Linked DNA regions of Mus musculus: regions 2 and 3 are each linked to region 1. A link is a contact called in public Hi-C and promoter capture Hi-C data. All regions are on one chromosome and are shown on one strand. Each heading gives the region's core, a stretch centred on a gene start, on an enhancer-like site or on the middle of the called end of the contact. The rest is flanking DNA. Distances are from core to core; before and after follow the strand shown.

Region 1 (2,778 bases), core at 159-2,658:
TTTTTCTCATGAGTGTTAAGTGCACATAGGATGCGTGTGTATAAAGAATTTCCTCAGGCACATACCTGGTATTTATTTACCTGTAAGTTTCTCTGAACTTGGATTACTCTGGTAATACCACCACAGAATTCCTGACCCAGTAAAGTCCCTTATCTCACTCAATCTCAGTCCATGCCAATTCTCCACACAGCCGTCAAACTTGTCAAAAAGATTTAATAGTCTGACCACCAGATCCGATAGAGCAGTTTATCACTCCAATGCTTGTTATAACACCAGAGACTCTTTATCAGGCTTGGACACATGTATATATATGTCCAGGTGAAATAGAACATTTTAAGATGTGCAGCGGGGGTGGGGGTGGGAGGCACAGTTCCTTAAAAACTGAACTATTTCCTATATACAAAGCTACCTAATGATTTTTTTGAACTTTGTAATAGTTGCTAATCTCCCTCCCCAAACACACACACACACACACACACACACACACACACACACACAATCAGAGCGAGAGAGAAACTCCGAAAGAAAAATGGCTTGTTTTTAAAAGGTTCTTAGCAAAGTTCTGGTCTTGGGAAACACAATAACAACTCACGGTACAACTCCAATCGTTCCGTGAAATTTGCCTTTCTTCGCTTAATGGAATTACTATATTTGTGCATGTTTCCCATACCTACATACTAGGGATAAATGCTGTGTCACTTAGAAGAAAGGCAAAGTATTCTGTTGGATCCCAAAGGAAATTGTCAAAGAACGTCTCTACGCTAGCCAGCCTGGAGCTGCTATTCCATTCCCTATAAAGGCAACCAGAAACGACTCTAAAGTCACTCGGCAGTTTCCGACCGGTGGGAGGGCCCCTCACCCGCACAACGGGTCAAGGAAAAGCTGCATCCGCTCGTTTTCACCTCTACGGCCCGGGCGGCTTCTCACCATTTCCAGGGAGTCCCCAGAACCGTCGTGGTGGCCACTGCCCAGGGCCGGACTGGCCCTGCCCTCGGGGGTCTTCCGTTCACTGTTGCGCTTCAGGCCGCTGGCGTCGCCCCGGCCTCCCGCTTCCCGGCGCCTCCGCCTTCGGCTCCACAGGTACATAGCCCCAGCACCCAGCAACAGGGGCGCCCCGATGGCCAGCGCCACGTGCCATCGCGGCAGGGTCCCCGCGCCCGAGCCGGGGCCCGCAGTCCCACCGCCACCGCCCACTCCATTTCCAGAACCGGGCGCAGCAGCCGCCGCCATCGCCGCCTCTATGGGCTTAGAGGCGGCCATGACGACTGTCCTCCGCCGCCGCCGCGCCGGTCGCGGGCGCCACGGTCACCGGGCAGCGTGGGGAGGAAGCCGGGAGCGTGGAGGGAAAGCAACGCGCGAGCGAGCACGCTAAGCAGCAGGAGCGGACGACAGAAAAGGGCCAGAGGTCACCGGAAGCCCGGGGCATGCCGGGCTAGACCGGCGGCTGGGCCCGCCCCTATCTACTGTACAGGGGAGAACCACTTCCGGGGTCAGAAGGCCTGGCGCTCTGGGTGGCTTTTCCCTTTCCTCTTGCAGGCGGTTGCCTAGAATCGCTCGGGAGGTCTCAGGCCTTGCGTGACTGCAGACCTCTTCTCCAGGACAGAAGGACCCGTGGCACTGTCGCCAGTGCGGCGAGGAGGGGCGTGGGGGGCCGTGTGCAGCAAGTGTAGAGGGACAGCTCCCTGTAGCTCTGTGAGTGGGCGGGACTTGCAGAAGCACTGTGAAGGGAATTGGCCAGCAGGGATGGTGGGCCTCCCAGTTGATTGGTAGGATCGGGGAGGGGGGTGTGGCTACGTTGGTGCCTGTTAAAGACTGAAACTGTGGGAGGGGGGAAAAAGGGTGAGACCATCGTGCTGTGTAAACCAGCTTTGTATATTTCTGCAATAGCCAGATTGTAGTTTGGACAAATTTGTAGTTCCTGGGACAATGACAGAGGGCAAAGACTAGATGGAAACTGGGGAAGGTAGGTTGACTCATGGAAGTGACTTGCAGCCTGTGTGCTGCACCTTTAATAGTTACAAAGGGCAAGGATGTCTGTTAGAAGGCTTTCCTATTGGCTTTCCTCGAGGACCCCGGATCACCGCAGGCATCTTTACGTGTGTATCTTAAAATGGATTCCACCTGACATCTAGCCCATACAACCTTCCCTGGAGCACAAGTGTCTGTCACAACACTTTGAGTTTGCTCACTTATTTGAAATAACTTAAATTTTTAAAAAAAATTTATTTCATTTATATGACTACACTGTAGCTGTTTTTCAAGCACATCAGAAGAGGGCATCGGATCCCATTACAGATGGTTGTGAGCCAACCATGTGGTTGCTGGGAATTGAACTCAGGACCTCTGGAAGAACAGTCAGTGCTCTTAACTGCTGAGCCATCTCGTCAGCCCTGAAGTACTTTTCTTAAGCCTTCATGAACTCTGGATCTGGTCTCAAAGCATGAAGTCTACTTTGCAAGGTGTTTGGAATTCACACAATTTTCAAGAAAAAAAGGCAAAGCATGGATAATTAAATGTTCCAGGCTATGGCTCTTCATTTCAGGTTTGAACATCCTTTTGTCAAACAAACAAACAAACAAACAAACAAACAAACCAAAAAAACAAAAACCAAACACCCATAGATGGTCATTTGGCTTTTAAGTACCACAGGATGCTCACCATAATAGCATTACATGAAGATGCAAAGGCCAAGTTGTGTCAACGTGGAGTGATTAAAATAGAATGTTCCAGTTTGAAACTTCAGGGCCTTTTCTCTTGCGTCATGTTGGTTCTCACCAG
Region 2 (2,778 bases), core at 121-2,620, 980 kb after region 1:
ACCTCATTTAAAATAATATCCATAGCCAACCATTTTCTGGAAAATTTTATGATTTTTCTTTACAGCTACATGGGTTTATTTCTGGGTCTTTGATTATGTTTCATTGGTCTACGCATCTGTTTTGTGGGAGCATCATGTTGCACCACAGTGTTTATCATATGACTGTTGTATAATCTGAAGTCAGAAATTATGATACCTCCTGGCAGTGTTCTGCCTACTGAGATTGGTTTAGCCATCTTTTGTGTTTCCATATTAACACTTTCGAGTTACTTTCTGATACTGTGAAGGTTACTGAATTTCAGTGGTGATTATACTGAATCTGTGTACTGCTTCTGGCAATTTGGTCATCTTATAGTATGGTGTTAATTGCACTGATCCAGAATCTGGTGGTTCCAGCGCGTATGACTCCATAGACTCATCTGTTTGAATGCTTGGTCCGTAGGGAATGGCACTATTTGGAGGTGTGGTCTTATTGGAGGAGGTGTGGCCTTGTTAGAGTAAGTTTGTCACTTTGGAAACAGGGCACTGAAGTCTTAAATACCCAGTGTGAAATCAAATCCGGTTTCCTCCTGGCTTCCTGAGGATCAAGATGCAGAACTCCTTTAGCACCATGCCTGCCTGGGCACTGCCATGTTTCCCACCATGATGATACTGGATGAACCTCTGAAACAATAACCCAGCCCTAATTAAATGCCCTTTATAAGAGTTGCCTTGGTCATGGAGTCTCCTTAGAGCAATGAAATACTAAAACACAAAAGAAAATTTAAAGAATCCTAAAATAAAGTTAAAAAATGGTAGAAACTCTAGCCTACTAGAGTTTCTAAGATAGAGTGGACGAAGTTGAAACAAAATATAAACAAGAGAAAGAGCTCCAGAAAACAGAAATATCTGGAACTAGAGAGAATCCCATACCACACCAAATTACTCACAAAATCTTAAATATGTAAAATGATACTCAGCCAGTTTCAAATATTTTTGACTAAAGTCAATACATTTTATTCAGTCTTCAAGCCTCAACAATCAACTTTAAAGCTGAGCATGTAAATAATACTATACTGGCTTTTGGAGGGGGACAGAGAGAAGACAAAACGCAGCCACTAGTGTCTCCCAGTTTAGATGGCCAGGATTCACCACCAGACGATTTAGATTTGATCTGGTTTATAAGATTAGGATTCTAGCTGTAGCGCCCAGCGACTGAGTCGCCCTTGTTTCTGAACTAAGTTTGTGTGGTGTTTTCCTTCATGCGGCTGCTCGCCTGGGTTCTAGAGAGAAAGGTATGGCCGCAAAGCATGGATTTGCCTGATGTGCACCCCAAAAGAATGTACGAGTTCTGAAGCATCGGGATGGCATGGTAATGACCCGCCAGTGGGTACTTAGAGAACTGGGTGGAGAGATTTCAGAGCTCTGAGGCAGAGTCTCCATTGCCCATCGGTGCCTTACCGGCAATAGTATGGATTCGTTTTTTTATTATTTCGCGCACGAGGTGGCGAACCAACATGTTGGGCAAGAATCCACTAGAAATGTAAGATTATTAGCCTGAGAGTTAGAGTTTTATTTTCTAAGTGAGAGCAAGGTAGTGCTGGGATGAGTCACATGGACTCAAGCGCGGGAACCTTGAAACAAAGAAAAAGGGCTCTGAGGTCCCCAGCTGCGGGAAGGGGCAAGATGGCGGCTCTGAGTCGGCGAGCCAGAGAATGGAAACGCCTATATCTTGGGGCAGATATTGATTTAACTGTGAATTTATAATATTGGTATTATTGGCTTTTAGGATAGATTTATATACAGATTTTGTCCAAATCATGTGGGGAATTTCACCCGCGGTTTGGAACTAGGACAGGGCAAATTAGTCACTGACTCCAAGTAGCGAGCACAGTGTTAATTACATGCGCTCTCTACTAAATGTCTTTGGCTCCAGACAGAGAGCTCAACAGATGGATTGGTATAACAGGATGACTGCTCTAGGCAGGCAGCTTAAAAACTATCTGCTTCCTAAAGGCAGATATTAGTAAAAGTTTGAATTAATTGCTTTAAAGATGGTATAAAGATATATTGCTCTAATAAGTCTTACTGGACATTCAAATCCTGTCTAATGTGGGCTCCAAGGGAATTTTGGGTTTAAATCCTGGTTTGACAAGCTACCTAGCCGGGTGTGGTGGCGCACGCCTTTAATCCCAGCACTCGGGAGGCAGAGGCAGGCGGATTTCTGAGTTTGAGGCCAGCATGGTCTACAAAGTGAGCTCCAGGACAGTCAGGGCTATACAGAGAAACCCTGTCTCGAAAAATCAAAACAAAAACAAAAAACAACAACAACAACAAAAAGACAAGCTACCTGCTTATAAGCAGGTATAGATAGAACTGTGAATAAATTGTTTTAAAGATGGTATAACAGATTTGCAAGATAACTCATATTCTCTGATATGGGCTCCATGGGAATTTTGGGTTATTATCCTGCACAGCAAAATAGAAAAAGCTTAAGAATAGGCACATACAGTATTTTAGTTTACTTCATTTGTTTTGGATTGTTTTAATTTTCAAAATGAGTATGATTTTGAGTTTTGTGCTTATAGTACTTCTCTGGGAGAGAGAGCAAAATAAAGGTTTTTCTTGTTACTGGCTCAAGGATATACTGATTTGGGAAAAAGATTTTGTCTTTATGTTTTTAGAAAAGGCAATTAGTGTCTATACAAATTCCAGAGTTATATGGATCAGATATGATAAAGGGAGACTCCCTGAAGAACTAGTTTCCAGAGAACCAAACAAAAAAAGTTACCTTGATGG
Region 3 (2,778 bases), core at 126-2,625, 640 kb after region 1:
ATCAATGTGAACAATTAATTATGGATTAAGTCAGGGTTTATTATGATCAAGGAATAAAACTTGTGGAAGGAGGAAAGCCTAAGGGTGTTTCATATTTCTTTCTTTGCATAATCATTTGATCAGAATTGAGGATTCCTTTGCCTTTTGCTACAGTTCCCATCCTCGTGTGAGCTAACTAGCCAAATGCTTCAGCCTTCTGGATTCAAGTTTCACTTTACCCAGTGGGGGTGGGGGGCTTTGCCTTTGAGTCAAGATGATCCTAGACCGAACTCTACAGAGAGAGGACACAGAAGTGTCCTTTAAGCGTTCTGACCAGCTTTTCTTTCAGACTCGGTTTTGATGAGTCTGTGCTGTGCGTTACCTCTAAGATTTTTTCAGCCTAACTGTACGGTAAATTCCAGCCCGTGGGTTTTTTTTTTTTTTTTTTTTTCCTTATAATCCTGCTGACTACAGCAGTCTGTAGCCATAAAAAGCCTCCACCGACGTAAAGTGCCTCTGCGAAAAAGCAAAAGTTCACACAACATTTATGTTCACAGACAGGACAAGGAAGACGATCCTGATTTAGTGCTAATGAGTTCCAAAGATTGCGCCTAGGGTCTAAACTTAGAAAATTTACTTCTCTTTTGATGACTTTTGTAAACAAAATACCAACACTAAAATAAGCAATTTAGTCAAGAGAAGGGGGGAGTGTCCTGTCCAGCAAATCAAATTCTCTGCCAAACTCCACTGCAGAGCCCTGTCTGCTACTTAGCTCGAAACTGTATTTAAGTCTGACCTGGCTAGACTCCCTCAGCCCCTACCCCACAGGTATGTTTGTGACTTTTGCAAAAGATTTCGGTTTTCAGAACAAGCTACTCCCAGGGCTTAAGCCACTCTCCACCGTCTCTGTGGCCAGGGCTAAAAGCACCAAATAACTCTAACAAGCCACAATAGTCGTTTATATAATCAGATTTGATAGACAGATACTGTAGTTTGAAACCACACCACTCCAGTCCGTGTGAACATACTCCACTAGAAGCTGCTAGGAGAAGCTGAGCTCACAAAATAAATCACAGGGGTGCGAGAGAAAACAACCCCTGAGTCACCCCCTTCACACATAGGACCTTTGACTCTCTGCAGAATAATTCAATTCCCCCATATTGTACAGCAGATCACATTTCATATCAACAGCGAAAACCAAGCAACTCTTAATCTTACTTTTAAAACACAAAATATCCCAGCTACTTGCCTTTTGGCAATTTCTGTGCATTTCCCAGAGCAAGTGCAATACTTCCACAGAGAAGTAGACACCCCAGGCTGGAGAGCATGTTGCATTTGCCTGCTCACACGGGGAGTGATGCGGCTGGGTGCCTTGCAACCCTGGAACTGCATTTAAGTGGGCGTCCTCCACTGACAGAGGCGGGAGGCTGCTCTCTCTGCTGTGGGCTTACTCACAGGGGGTGGAGACAAGATGACATCACACCCTTTCCCACACACTTAAAAAAAAAAAAGAAAAGAAAAGAAAAAGAAAGAAAGTAGGCACAACAGCAAAAACATATCATCACATTTCCCTCTCCAATGCTGCAACAGCTTGCCTCTTCTCTTTCCTCGCAGTGTAAGAATTGAAATTATGAACAATCTGTATCCATGAAAGAACTACTCAGGCAACTTTGAAACATTTGATGAACTAGTTTAAAGAATAAAAACGTACACTTAAACCCATCAAAACACTAAAATATAAAATGAATATTTTATTAAGATGGAAACTGTTTTTAGTTAGCCAGGAAACCAATCCATTCCTTCCTTTAAACTGGAAGTGAATTCATAAAAATATATTTTGAACTATTCTGTAGCTATAATTTATGAGGAATGTCAATGGAGTCCTAAGCTGTGCAGTTATATACTGTGTACATATATACCCACATACAAATGCATACATATATGTTTTATGTATATCAACATATTCCATAGGTGAGCATGCAGAGACGGAGAGGTAGCACAGTGCCTCATCCCCACACTGGGCTACTCTCCGCAATGACCTTTGCCATAGTGGCTGTGCTGGGGCCATGGTGTGATCTATCTCCATTTTACTAGTAAGAAAGGCTGAGATGTAGAGAGAAGAGGTGGTCTAACCGAGCAGGTCGAGTCTGCCGAATCCAGACGGGCTTTGTAACAGAGCACTGAGTTTTACATTTAGATCCCACGTAACTGCTTTAAACAAACCTCTTCTTTATGTTGTCAGTACCATGTAAGTTACAGGACTTTCTTCATGACAGACATTGATCTACTCAATTTACACATTACTAAGGCATCATTCTTCAGATCCACTCATGAGCAGGGCATTGCGATGACTTCCATTATTGATAGAAAATCAAGCAGAGGGAGGTGAAGAAAAAGGCCCAATATCATGGCACAAATAAGCAAGGGTAGCCAGTTAAGTAGGCCATGGGACCCGTAGCTATCTAGTAGACCTTACTAAACTTTAAATTCTAAAATCAGGATGAGGACCAGAACCGTAGCTTGCTATTCAAGCTGAGGAGCTGAGTTCAGGTCCTACTGTCCTTGTAAAAAGCCAAGCACCACAGCATGCACTCGGACTAGCACTGAGCAGACAGAGGTAGGAAGAACCCTGGAGTGAGGCTTACGGTGCCACCAGCCTCACTGAGATCAAGACTCAGCAAAACAACCAAGGACAAGAACACCTGTAGAAGACACTGAGTGTCAGCCCCTGACCGTCAGAGGCACCTAGACACACAGGGACACAAGTATAGTATATTCATGCACAAGTGCACATGTGTA

What was found. Promoter capture Hi-C pulls out the DNA fragments that hold promoters and counts their contacts. Hi-C and Micro-C count contacts between places; a contact is called where the count stands out from the background.
Region 2: a contact with region 1 is called in a promoter capture Hi-C map of embryonic stem cells, with 3 times the contacts expected there. The contact joins the enhancer-like site here to the promoter of Tomm70a in region 1. A contact is called at or near these places in 1 of 39 promoter capture datasets (embryonic stem cells) and 6 of 115 datasets of contacts at active chromatin or transcription factors (astrocytes, embryonic stem cells, large pre-B cells and 1 more).
Region 3: a Hi-C map of muscle stem cells shows a contact between it and region 1, with 5 times the contacts expected there. The contact joins the promoter of Abi3bp here to the promoter of Tomm70a in region 1. A contact is called at or near these places in 2 of 484 Hi-C or Micro-C datasets (muscle stem cells and uterus) and 1 of 115 datasets of contacts at active chromatin or transcription factors (bone marrow-derived macrophages).

The regions. Positions count from the first base shown.
Region 1 is chr16:57,120,344-57,123,121 of GRCm38.p6, reverse strand. It overlaps Tomm70a (translocase of outer mitochondrial membrane 70A), which reads right to left and starts at 1,408. Exons shown (of 12, transcript NM_138599.5): 1 at 928-1,408. The coding sequence starts at 1,260.
Region 2 is chr16:56,144,218-56,146,995 of GRCm38.p6, reverse strand. All of the region lies in intron 7 of Senp7 (SUMO1/sentrin specific peptidase 7), which reads right to left. Among named protein-coding and RNA genes, the nearest start is that of Impg2, 59 kb to the left of the region's middle. Within about 2 kb of position 1,370, at least 11 of the 459 cell types and tissues checked have an H3K27ac peak or open chromatin away from gene starts, as enhancers often do. A contact at or near this core is called in embryonic stem cells, where this site is marked.
Region 3 is chr16:56,476,443-56,479,220 of GRCm38.p6, reverse strand. It overlaps Abi3bp (ABI gene family, member 3 (NESH) binding protein), which reads right to left and starts at 1,375. Exons shown (of 40, transcript NM_001014423.2): 1 at 1,229-1,375. The coding sequence starts at 1,307.